2 separate regions of the Gossypium raimondii genome follow, and region 2 is linked to region 1. The links are chromatin contacts, called in public Hi-C maps. All regions are on one chromosome and are shown on one strand. The core of a region is the stretch at or near the end of the contact, and the rest is flanking DNA. Distances in the headings are between cores, read along the strand shown. Region 1 holds the start of LOC105804079 (homeobox-leucine zipper protein HAT22). Region 2 holds the start of LOC105804078 (protein CROWDED NUCLEI 4).

Evidence for each region. Hi-C and Micro-C count contacts between places; a contact is called where the count stands out from the background.
Region 2: a Hi-C map of leaf shows a contact between it and region 1, with 3 times the contacts expected there. The contact joins the promoter of LOC105804078 here to the promoter of LOC105804079 in region 1. A contact is called at or near these places in 2 of 2 Hi-C or Micro-C datasets (both in leaf).

What each region holds. Positions count from the first base shown.
Region 1 is chr11:35,872,864-35,879,621 of ASM2569854v1, reverse strand. It overlaps LOC105804079 (homeobox-leucine zipper protein HAT22), which reads left to right and starts at 3,304. Exons shown (of 3, transcript XM_012636576.2): 1 at 3,304-3,935; 2 at 4,066-4,145; 3 at 4,296-4,915. The coding sequence starts at 3,453. The coding sequence ends at 4,578.
Region 2 is chr11:36,003,052-36,009,865 of ASM2569854v1, reverse strand. LOC105804078 (protein CROWDED NUCLEI 4) reads right to left here and starts at 2,666. Exons shown (of 9, transcript XM_012636575.2): 1 at 2,229-2,666; 2 at 732-941; 3 at 375-628. The coding sequence starts at 2,417.

The DNA.
Region 1 (6,758 bases), core at 2,055-4,554:
TTGACATCAGACCTTTTAGGAATTACTCATATAAGGGTCAAACCTTTCAAAATGTTTATATAAGGGCTTAACCTTTACAAAAGTGCTCAAATGAAAGCCAAATCTTTCAAAGTGCTCAAATAAGGACCAAAACTTTTTGAGAGCGTTCATATGAAAGCCAGACCTTTTTGAAAGTGCCCAAATAAGGACTTTTCAAATGTTGTATATCATGTCTTAAATTATGTTTTTATTACTTTTATTTTCAAGCAACATCTTATTAAACTGTCATGTATTTTATTCTAAGTACATTAGAATATAATCACTTAATTTTTACTCAAATTGGGTTGAAGTGCGTAAAAATCCTTACTTGAACATTTTTGTAAAGATTAAGACCTTATAAAAGCATTTTCAAAGGTTTGACTCTTATATGAGCAACCCCTAAAAGATTGAGCGTTAATTTGAGCATTTAACCCTTAATTTATTATGATTTACGACTGAACTAGAGATTCTTTTAAAAAATGTTATTTTTTAAAAGAATACAATTAACAAGTTTTTAAGTTTTATATTTTATCCTATTATTTTAAATTTCACTTAACAGCATATGAAAAAAACCCATTTTTATATAATTTTTATGTGAAAACCTTATTATATATTTGATCTAAATTCTTTCCTTGAACAAACATTATTGTAGGTGAAATTTCATTTTTGTTGTTGACTGGCTCTTTCCAAGTAATGATAAATGAATAATCTTATAACCATTCAAAGATTGTTCATAAACTAATTAATATATGTAAAAAGGAAAGAAATTTGCACTCCATTTTCCATTAGTCAATAAACTAATAGTGTGATTGGGTTGTTAAGTTGCGTACTTCTTTTTGTTTTCAAATGCAAAATATTAAAAAAAACATGTTTATTTTCTAATTACACATATGTAAATACATACTTATAAATTAATGCTGCCATTCACGTAAAATTATCTCTAAAAATCTATAAAACCCAAGTTTCAAATTCAATAATATTCTTTCTTTTTTACTTTATATCTATATTATACTCAAGATTTTATGTAAATTAGTTCACCAATCAATCGAGTATCAATTCAATTGAGAATTAATTGAAAATTTGTTCATTTTACAAAAAGTTATAATAAAATTTTATATAAAATTAATTAAAATTTATATATAATAAAATTTTAATGTATAGTAATATTAAATATTTTAATTCTACCATTTCAATTAAAATTTTATATAAAATTTATATAAAATTTTAATAAATATATTTATTCCATAAATCCGTGAATTAATTAATAGTAATTCAATTTCAATTAGGGTTGGCTGACTTACCTTTTAAAATACGCACAATTGCAATATACACACAGGGAGACCAAATTCAACCTAATCCCTAAACGATCATGATGATCACCAAAGGAGAAACATAAACAAAATTGACTAATCAGAGTTGAAAGAAGGGAATTCCCTTTCTATATTCCAATTAATTTGTAAAAGAAGAAAACTTTTCGTTCCAATTTTCAAACTTGATCAGCTGAAAAGAATAGAGAAAACAGGCCATTATATTTCATTGAAACAAATGCAGCACCTTTCTGAAAAATGATTGGTCCTGCAGGGGACAATCAAAGTCCCTGAATGACAGCAAAAAATTCTCATCGTTTTAATATATAAATATAAAATATTATTTTATGAGCTTGATCTATCTCATATCATCCGCAATTGTTTTTGGTATTAAATTAATGGGTGGTTTAATTGAATCATGTTTTTATGGGTGACCTAACTTCTAAATTGTAATGGGTAAAAATAGCCGACAAAGCATTATTGGGAAGTGCTTATACAATGTAAGCATGGGGGCCCCAAACTCTCTACATCGACTTTCTAGTTAAGCAATGATCCGGATTCCTGCTGATGAATCATATCCTGGCACCATTATAACTCTTTCAAACTCTTCTCAAATGTTTTCTACCTACTTCTCTCTTCCCCCTTTTTCCCTTTCTGTCTATTTTTGCTATTAGTCCTTATACTATACATTAGTTATGAACTTAGTTTTAGTTATTTTTAATCTTTATACTTTTTAAAATTTTTAAATTTTAATCTTAAAATAAATGATAGTAATTAAATATGTTAAGTCAAGTTCTATTATTAATCTCGTACTATGCAAATGTTGGATTTCCTCTTATTTTCTAATTTAATCATTGTTAGTTCTTGTACTTTTCAATTTTAAAATTTTAGTATTGACTCAAGCAGTAGATGTTAAATCAATTAATTAAAATGATAAGACTATTCTATAAGTATTACATAAAAATAACAAACTGAAATTGCATTACATATACTGAAATTCAAAATTAGAAAAATTATAAGATTTTTTTTCCCTTCTAAACAAACAAGAAAACAAGGAAACTACCATCCTTCATGATGATTGAAACAATAGGAGATAGTGGACATCTTTTTCTAATCTCCATACTCATAAATAAGCAAGAGAAAAAACTGCCCACCAAATTAATGAAAAATAGAATAATGGATATCAAGTGTTAATACTTGGTAAGCAAGGTGACGTGATTACCCATCCGATCCTAACTAGTTAAATCAGGCATGGAGTGGGAGACAGTTCATGGGTGTATTATAAAGGGAACTTGTTAATATCCAATGATGTTCCGCCCTTTATGCATCATGATTTCAAATTATATAGGCAGCCTTTAATAATTAACCCAAAATTTCTGCCATCATCAAACTTTTCTTCTGTGGAAACAAAAGTAATTAATCTTTGGATGTGTGCAAAAATATAGGTCATCACATATATAAAAAGATAAAGGGAGATAGGAAAATAAATAAAAAGGGTTTTGAGGACAAAAGTTAGACAAAGAAAAAGTTGGCTAATAATTGAAACATACGTACACAAAAAAGCAGCCATAGGAAGGGAAAAAAAAAGGGAATAAGTGATAGTCGAGGAGTAGCAATAGTTAAAATTGGTACGTTAAAGGGTGGCCTAAGTGCTGGCGAATCATTCTCTTGATGTGATTCCCGTTACAATGTGAATTGTGGGATTTCATAACATAGAAAAAGAGAGGAAATTGCCTTTGTTTGTTTGGTATACTGAGATAATTGGAGTGGGGTTGGATGGTAGACGCTAAAGAATTTAATTCCCTTCATTAATGTAATCTTTTTTTCTCTTAAATAGTATTTAATATTTTAATAAATTCAAGATTCGTATAATTTATTGATTTTTATTATGGACTTTCTATACCTAAAATAAAATAAAAAATAGTCAATTCATTTCCTTTGATTAATAATCATAGCTACCCCAACCCACACCCTCTTTCTCCCTCCAAAAAGTCTTACTCATTCTCTTCCCTTCTTAAGACCCTTTTGCACCCTCGTTATCTTTCAATCCACTCCCTCTCCCTCTCTTTCCTTCACCCCCTTCTAACCAAAAAAAAAACCCACTTGTGTAGACAAAATTTCAGCTTGATGGGTATTGATGATGCATGTAATACAGGCCTTGTTCTTGGGTTAGGCTTTTCATCAACCCTGGGAACTCCATCCAAGGCCAACAACAATCAAACTCCCAAGAAATCATCTATGTCCATGGCAGCAGCAAGTGTCGAGCCATCGCTGACGTTGGCGTTATCCGGTGAGATATACCTAGTTAATGATAATAGCAAAAAGATTGATGTGAACAAAGGCGTTGGTTGTCTTCACAACCATGAGGAGCCTGGCTCCGGTGATTTGTACCGTCAGGCTTCTCCCCATAGTGCTGTTTCTTCATTTTCTAGTGGTAGGGTGAAAAGGGAAAGAGACCTTAGCTGCGAAGAAGTGGAGGTAGAGAAGAATTCCTCCAGAGTTAGTGAAGAAGATGAAGATGGTGTTAATGCTAGAAAGAAACTCAGGCTCACCAAAGACCAATCTGCTTTGCTCGAGGAAAGCTTCAAACAGCATAGCACTTTAAATCCTGTATGCTCTTTCATCTCTCTCCAATTCTCTTTATCTGATATTGATTATCATCACTAACAGCTTGATTATTGTATTAATCAAATCTCTCTCTTTTTTTTTTTTTTTTTGTTCTTATATTTTATGCTAACAGAAGCAAAAGCAAGCTTTAGCAAAGCAATTAAACCTGAGGCCTAGACAGGTTGAAGTATGGTTCCAGAACAGGAGAGCCAGGTAAATTGATCATTCTTCTGTTTATCTCTATACCAAAAGGCAAACGAAAAGAGAAAGGCTTCTATGTACACCAAAGGACAAGTGCTTAAAAGCAACTGACCTGACTTCAATGTTACTTACAAAAAGAATTATGGTTTCTGTGATTGACAGGACAAAGCTTAAGCAAACTGAGGTAGATTGTGAATTCTTGAAGAAGTGTTGTGAGACACTAACAGATGAAAACAGGAGACTGCAAAAGGAGCTACAAGAACTCAAGGCACTGAAACTGGCTCAACCCTTTTACATGCACATGCCAGCGGCTACTCTCACCATGTGTCCATCTTGTGAAAGAATCGGCGGTGTTAGCGATGGCAGTTCCAAGAACCCATTTTCAGTATTGCCTTCAAAGCCTCATTTCTATAATCGCTTCACCAATCCTTCTGCAGCATGTTGATTCCAAGTTCGTTAATTACAACTTAAAATCAGTAGCCAAAGAAAGGACGAGAATAGACCCTCCCCATAACCCCTCTATTTTTTGGTTAAGGGCTTGTAGCGAATCAAAATTAGTGTGGACTATAAATTAATTTGTAGAAAACCAATAGTAAAAATTACTGATCAATCTCCTCATCCATCTTTATATGTTTTTGTAAATATTCATTAGAAATTAAGATATACTAGTATATCTATCTTTTATTATTCATTCTTTTGTTCCATCTTTTAATGATACACTTGTTGTTTCCATTGCTTTGATAATATGGAATGAATAAAGATTACGATTTATCTCATGGAAACACTGCTTTGATCCTTGCGTTTTATTTTTAATTATTTTGACTGCTTAGAGAAAAAAAAGTATAAAGTTGCCTTTGTGTTCATATTCAGTTACTTTTCAAGCTTTTCGAAATGCGAAAGGTTTGGAAAATCTTGTTGAACATCATAGCTAGAAAACATGAAAACTTCTAATTATTACACATTTATCCACAAATACTTTCCAAGAATTTGAGTTTTAATTAAAAAGAAATTTGTTAGGATAAATGAATAAAATATCTATGCATGTATATATACGTTTAATGTAATGAAGAGTTAGTAGTATATAAAATAGTGGAATGTATGTATGGGAGAAATGGGTCCTCCCACTTACATGGTGGAAGAGTGTCCACCTTTTTGGGTGTCTCAAATGAAGAAGAAATTGGGATAATGATAAATCAGTTGGAGGTTATGATTAAGTGAGAGAGGAAAAGGGTGTGGGGTGTTGGAGGTTAGCTCACGTGTATATGTCTCTAATTTCAGTCGTCTTCAATTTATCAGAAATTTTCTTCCTTTTTTTCTTTCTTCAATTTTGGTCGCATATTACTTTCGTTAATATTTAAAGTTTTGAGACTTCGTCTCAATTTAATTGTGAATTTATTAAAAATTATAAAAGAACAAATATTATTTGACGGGATATTTTATGTTTTCATATAAAATCTAGAAAATACATTATAAATTCTAGTCTCTCAATTTTATCATTTTAATTAAAGATATATTTAATATTTATATCAATTTTTTATAAATTTACTAAATAATTACTTTCATGAATAGGTCATAATCTAATATATACTAATATGGTTATAAGATAAAATTAGAAAGCACTAGTGTGCAAAGGAAAATAGTACTAAAAAGAAATGGGTGGTGTGAGGCGTGTAGAGAAGGAAAGAGTGGATGATTTCACTTGAAATATCCACTAAGAAAGAAATATAAAAAGTAAAACTATTTCATACGTTTTTAATCTATACTTATATAATGCGTGAGATTGAATCTAAAAACTATATTATTTTTAAAAGTGAAATATTTAATAATTGAATCTAAAAATTTTATTTATGTTTACTTTATCATTTTATTTATAATTAAATTGTTAAATAATATTTAAAAAAACATAACTTTACAACATTTAGTAGAAACAAAATTAAATAAAGTGGTATATATTTTCAAAATAAAATAAAATAAAACCATATTTATGAAAAAAAAAGGGGGGGGGGGTTGAGAAGGGAAAAGTGGATGGGCTTGGTCAGATGCTCTTTCTTTAAGGGAGCTGGTAGGTCATATCCCACGTGATGTCCCAATGGCTCACTTTTGTTCTTTTATTTTATTTTTTCTTCACAAAAATAATTATAGAGAATTTTGAATGGAGGTCAGACAGACGACCTTCTATATTTCTATTAGATGGGACCCTCTTTTTCCCTAAACTTCTCCTTCCCTTAAATTCTCAAATTCCCTTTTGATTTAAATTCCAAAAACTCATCCCAAAAGTTACATATTCCACTTCTCCTTTCATCATCAAAAGTGTTCCTCATTTTCATTTTTATTAAACATTTGGTATTTTGGTTTAATGATAATGTCGAAACCATGAAAATTTTGACCACTTTAAACTTGAATTTCACTGATTATTTGTATTTGTAATTTAGAAAAAAAAGTGATGGTTCAACTTTGGATTAAACTCCAAGTTTTTTTTTTTTCATCAATAAGTCAAGTGAGAGTTTCATGGGATGGGTTCTCGCAACTTTGCAAGTAATGCATGCATGTAGTCGTTATATGCACGCTATCGTGATTGGTGTCGACAGTTACAATACATGAATGATGAGAAATTTCTCTTTAAAA
Region 2 (6,814 bases), core at 1,417-3,916, 130 kb before region 1:
CAAATGCAGCCAAGCAAGAATGTGTATCCAGCATCCACACAATACCGTTTCCAACCAAGACAGTTTTTACTGGTTCACTTCCAACTAGGCAACTCAAATCATGTCTGCCTATAAGAACATTTTAAATAGAATAATAGGCCATCATTTACAGTTCTTATTTATGCACACTTTTCAATGTAAAATATAATCATACTGCAATCCAGTAACAAATACCACACAATATGAATACAAAGAGATGTATAAGGCACAAGTGTTTCCTCTTGGGTAATAAAAGCTTGTTCAAAAACTACACACTGTTAGGAAAGAAACAAAGAGATAATAAATATATATAGTACAAACAAAAAAGAGAAGGAAATGCAATGTAAATCACATACTCATTTTTGAACAGTACAATACGTCTACTAAGGTCTTCTTCACGTGCTTCAACTTCTTGGAGCTTTCTCTCAGCAGTGCGTTGAAAGAGGCTAGCTTCTGTTTGTAAGGACTTTGCAGCATGAAACTTTACCTCAGCCTCTGCAAACTTCTTCTGAGCATCCTCTATCATAATACGCGCTTCAGCTAATCTACTTTCAGCGGCAACCTTAGTTTCAGCAGATTCTGCACGCATCTCATGCAATGCTTTCTCAATCTGCAAAACCCCACCACAAAGTCCTAAGAAACATACAATGCTGAAAGATAAGTGAACAAGGAAAACAAGTTCAATTAAAGAGACTTTCAAATGATAACCGTACGCTTGCTATGCACTCTTTCTCAACTCCTAAAGATTTCTTCAAACCATCCTCTCGCTTTTTTGCTTCTGCAAGAGCAGATGCATGTGCAGCTTGATCCCGCATTTGCATTATCTCACTTGCTTCAGCAGAGGCTTTAATTTGTTCATACTTGGAAGCAAGCTCCTTTCTCTCCAATATAAGAAGGCCCATGTGGTGTTGGTGCTCAAAGAGCTAAATACAAGAATAGATAATATTAGAACTAAATGCTAGTAAGCTATGTGGAAAGAAGCACAAAATGAAGGAAGATTTACAATATGAACTTATGAAAAACATGAAATGCATAGATCATCTTGTGCTAAACCAAGAATGCCATTATTCCTCACTCTGATCTTTTGTACAAACAAAGCATTCATAAGTCTCATTCATGGATAAAGTTAGGTAAAGATTGCAGCTTAGTAATATGAAATCCATAGGAACTAACAAGTGCAAAAACTCAGAAGTTAAAATAGCAATCAATCCCTAAATAATGGCACAGAAAACAGGAAATGCTGTCTAAAAACAACGAAACAAATCATTGAAGTCACTAAAAAACAAACAATAAATGCTCCTAAAAGCTCTTATAATCCCACAAAATTAACAGCTCAATGTGCCATTTGCACGCCCACGACGTCTACCACACCTAAAGGGCATTGCAAGGTGATACAACACCTCAATCAAATAATGCAATTGGAACATTAGGTAAAAATCAAGTTTGTTCCATTCAAAGCTTCTACAAGGGAACACAACTAGCAACCGGAAGGACATTTAATTGAAGTACGGAACTTTAACCAAAAGGTTTATTCAAGAAACAAGACTTAAGTTGATGACTTGGCATTAAAATTTGACTTGAGAAAAGAATAAGAGAAAACAAGATCACAAGGACACAGAGGAATAGGTGGTTCTACTATGGTAGCCTACATCTAGTGAAAAGACGCAAGGATTAAATTGTCGATATTAAGAACACATTGTTTTAGTTTATACAAGAATGCCCTATTTATATAGAAGGTTATCACCAATTTAGAAAAGAACCAAGCAAGAATATTGTATCGTAATATCTAAAAAATGGCGTCGTAATTATATCATAATCCCTAATATAACTAAGTACATTTATTAGATTAACAATATGTCAAAAATATTAAAACAAATTCTATATACAACAGGCTAGCATCTTTCAAGTACCAAAACCCTTACTGTTTTATGTTGAAATCTGTTAGAGATCACTTCCATTACTTAACCATTTTATTAATATATATATCTGATTGTCTTTTCGTCTTAAAATTTAAAACTGAAACGCAATATAAAGAAAGAAAAATCCATATTTTATTGCGACCTTCGCAATTCACAATTTAAAATTTCAATATACTACTACTCTCTTTGACCAATTGCACCCGCGACCAAACAAGTCTTTAAAGAAAAACAAAAGGAAAAGAAGAGCCATGAAATTTTTTGAGAAAAGCAGTTAAAAGATTTGAAGCAAACCTCAGCTTCAAGCTTTGCAATATAAGCAATAAGCGCAGCTTTATCTCTCTTCTTGATCGATTCCTCATCGAATCCAGCTTCCTTGAGTCGTTTCCAAATGGTTTCGTCACTAAGAGGACTCTTCACAACCCTAGACCCCGGCATTATAGACAACGCCCTGCCGCTTCCCGGCGTGATCGGACTCGCCATCTTCTAAACCAGATCACGGCACCAAAACCCTAGAGTTCCGTACGCCTGTAGCTATTCTGAATATGATTCTTCACTTTTCTTTCTTTTTCTCTGTAAAGAGGGAAAGGGAGAGAATCAAAGTACTGAGTCACCGGCTCACCACTGAGTGAGGTTTTGTTTTTTTGAGAGTTGAAATCGCCAAGAAAAAGAACTTTCTATTGGGATGATCCAAAAGCGATGTCGTATCGGGAAATTTAGGCTGCCAGTTTGTGGGGGAAAAAATGGGAAAGGAAAGGAAAATTGAAATTTTAAACAAAGATTAGACGGAAGAGTAAAGAGTAACAATTGACAGTCAGCGTCCAACGTCAGCTAATTTGAAATTTAAAAAACATAATTAACGGCTGGTTTTCATTGGAGTTTGTGGGCTAAATCCAGATAATTTGCACGTTTGGGTACTTGATTTTGCACCCAAATCAAGAAAATTATGGAAAAGAATTTCAAACATAATGACCTTTTTTCTTCAACTCTATAAAAAAATCATTTTAGTCCTCTAATTAAATTTATTTTTTTAATTTTTAACTTTATATTTTCTGTCAAATCACCCTAGAATAAATGAAAGAAATTAATATTTGATAACTTTGTTGATGTGGTATGCACATAAATGACACATCAACATTTAATTAACATTTTAAAATTTTTAAAATATTGGAAAATATTTTTATATTTTTATAAACTTTAAATAATTTTAATGATTTATAATTTTAAAATAGTTTCTATAATTTTTTTGAATTTTTAAAATTTTAAAAATTAATTAAATATTGACTTGTCATCCATGTTTACTTGACAATCTAGGTGTATGTAATATCAAAAAGTTAAATACATTAACTTTCCCATTCATTCTAGGATGATTTGACAAAATGCAAGTTTAAGGACAAAAAAGATGAAAAATTAAATAGATGGCTAAAATGATTTTTTATAAAGTTAGAAAGCCAATAAAAAGTCATTATATCTTTCAATTTTTCCTCACTTCTGGTTTTGATGATTTACGAAAAGGTTAAATCATTATTTGTGGCTTAAATTTGGTAAGTACTCTTATATTAGGATTTTATTTTTCACATTGGGGCATGAACTAGACACTTGTTTCACATCAGGGCTTAAACTTTAGGGTTTTCAATGAAATATAAGAATTAACTTGGACAAAAAAAGTTCAAGTGTCAATACAAAAATAGTTACCAAATTTAAGGACTCACTTGGACAAAAAATAATTTAGGCTTCAATACGAGAACAATTATTAAATTTAAAGGCTAACTTAACACAAAAATATTAAAGCTACAACAATGTATTAACTTTTTTAAATTAATGTAAGATTTAATTTAAAATTCCTTTTAAAAAATCAATTAATGTGCGGACTGAATCTTGGAAATCCGTTGACATAATTGCTAAGACCTACGGGCGAATTTTTTCTATTTTAGCTTGAAATAGCTAATTATTTAAAGCCAGTTATACTACTTAAGCTAGGTCTTAACCTAATAATTTAGTGTGGAAAATGAAGGCATATGTGGCAACATAAGATGTTGCCAAGATTTTCACCTCATGCTTGGCTTTAACCAGCCACTTGAGGAGCTGCAACATCTTACTTCGTTTGGAAAAATTAAGAAAGAAAATAGAAAGAAGTAACGGAAGAAAAAAGAGTAGAGAAAGTGAGTGGAAGGTTTAACCATTCGGCAAGGCTTAAAGGAGGAAAAAGTTTTAAAGCCATGAGATTTCATCTTTTACCAACCATGTATTAAGAGGAAGGTCTTTTTTCCTTTCTTTTTTTTAATATGAAATTAAAAGGTTAATATTTATGCATTCGGGGCATATTTATATCACACACGCATACCTCACGTTTAAAGGAGACTACTTAAATAAAAACTTACCAAAGATTTGAACCTAGGTGAGTTTTAGGATGAACAATCCTTAACCACCATGTATTAAGAGGAAATTAGAGTTACGACTCGTATGTAAATGTATAATAGCCCGTTTTAGAATTAATACTAACGTGATATATTAATTAATACTAATGTATCATCTTATTTTAAAATAATAAGTTGTTTGATAAGCTTAAAATTTTATACACTCACGTTACTTTTTGTTACAAGATGGAGATAAATAAAATAGATTTGGAGGTGATTTTTTTTTTGGGTGAATAAAACTTTACAAAAATTACTTAGAGATATGCCCAAAATCTCATGGGGCGTTTCAAATAAATGAAGGTTGGAGGTGATAATTAAATATCACTTGTGTCAACACTTTTTATGTTATTTTTTTAATAATACCTTCATCTAAAACTAAAATTACACACTTTTCATTGTTGAGTACTAAAATCATTCTATAGACCTTCATTTTCTCCATGTTCTCTGTTTTCTTTTACTGCCATTGTTGTCAAATAAAGGTAAAAAGATTGTTCAAATTTCATCATTTGTGAGGCAAGATCAAACATATTTATGAATACCCAAAGTTTTTAGATGAAATTTATACTTGAAAATTTTCATCGTTCATTACTTATTATCATTTTTTTTCGAATTCCTTTATAAACAAGAGTTAAGGTCTTCAATTGACAATTATCCGTATGTATTTTATAACCCACTCTTGATTTAGTTGAAAACCAAATTAACTACTTTCACATGAGTGCTATGTGTTTTTTAAAGAAACTTTTGGAGTATATATTTTAAATCTATAAATTTTTAAGAAATTTTACGTGTAAAAACTTCATAATGTTAAACTAAGCAAATGGATAAAAGGAGGAAATAGAAGTTTGAAATACTCGATAATATGAATTCGAAGCACTTTATTGAATGAATAATGAAACCTTTATATAGGCTGAATTACAACTAAAAAATCACTAAAAAATAGGAACAAACCTGATACGTAAATCACTAGAAAATATCAACTAATATGATACTCCTAAAGTCTAGCAACAATAAGTTTTGACTGAATCAATAACTTTATTCAAACCAATAAACTAACAAATTTAACTCTAACATGCCCTCCCTTAAACTGATACTGTAAGTGATCAATTTAATTTTTGATCAAAGTGTAAACACCAAGCATTTTTTTGAACTTTACAAATGATACCAATTTGAGGGACTTGATAAATACATCAGTAACCTGATCTTCACTTCTACAATAAATGAATTCAATTACCCCATCTTTTGTGAGGTCTCTTAGGAAATGAAACTTCACGTCAATGTGTTTACTTCTGCCATGTAGTACTGGATTTTTGGACAACTTTATGGTTGAATTGTTGTCGCAATAAACTGTTGTTTCTCCTTGTTGTTTGAACTGCAATCCAGTAAGAATATTTCTTAGCCAAATGGCTTGAGAAGCACATGAAGTAGCAGCTACAAATTCAGTTTCAGTTGTTGATAATGTGACAATTGGTTGCTTTTTTGATGACCATGAGATTGCACTCGAACCCATCATAAAGGCATAACCCGAAGTACTCTTTCGGTCATCTAAATCTCCAACATAATTGCTGTCAATGAACCCAATCAAGCCTGAGTTTTCTCCATTTTTGTAGAACAACCCAAAATCAAAAGTACCTTTCAAGTATCGAAAGATCCTCTTCGCAGCTAGAAGATGTAATTCTTTTGGGTTCTCCATGTATCTGCTAATAATGCTAACTGCATACATGATATCTGGCCTTGTTGCTGTCACATACATCAAACTCCCTACAATTTGCTTGACAAGAGTACCATCAATCTTCTTTTCTTTAAGATTCTTTGTAAGCTTTAATCCAACATCTGAAGGTGTGTTGACGTGATTGCAATTACTCATCTGAAACCTGTCTAAAATTTCTCGAACATACTTCCTTTGAGAAATAAATATTCCATCAACAGATTGCACTATTTCTATGCCAAGAAAATAATGTAACTTTCCAAGATTAGACATATCAAACTCAGTTATCATTAACCTTTTAAAATCTTCAAACATGGCACTATCATTTCTCGTATAAATTAAATCATCAACATATAAGCATACTATAAGCATTTTCCCCCTATCTACACACTTTGTATATAGAGTATGCTCATATGGACATTTTTGAAAACCTTCCCTTTGAAAGTAAGCATTAATATGACTATACCAAGCTCTAAGTGTTTGTTTTAGTCTATATAGAGCCTTTTTCAATTTATAGACTTTGTGCTCATCACCAAATTTAACATAGCCAGGAGGTTGTTCAATAAATACCTGTTCTTGTAAGTCTCCATGAAGAAAGGCCGACTTCACATCTAATTGGTACATGGGCCATAAGTTTTGAGCAGCCAGTGCAATCACCATTCTAATTGTATCAAGCCCTGCAACAGGAGCAAAGACTTCTTTATAATCCACACCAAATTCTTGTTTCTAACCCTTCACCACCAACTGTGCTTTATACT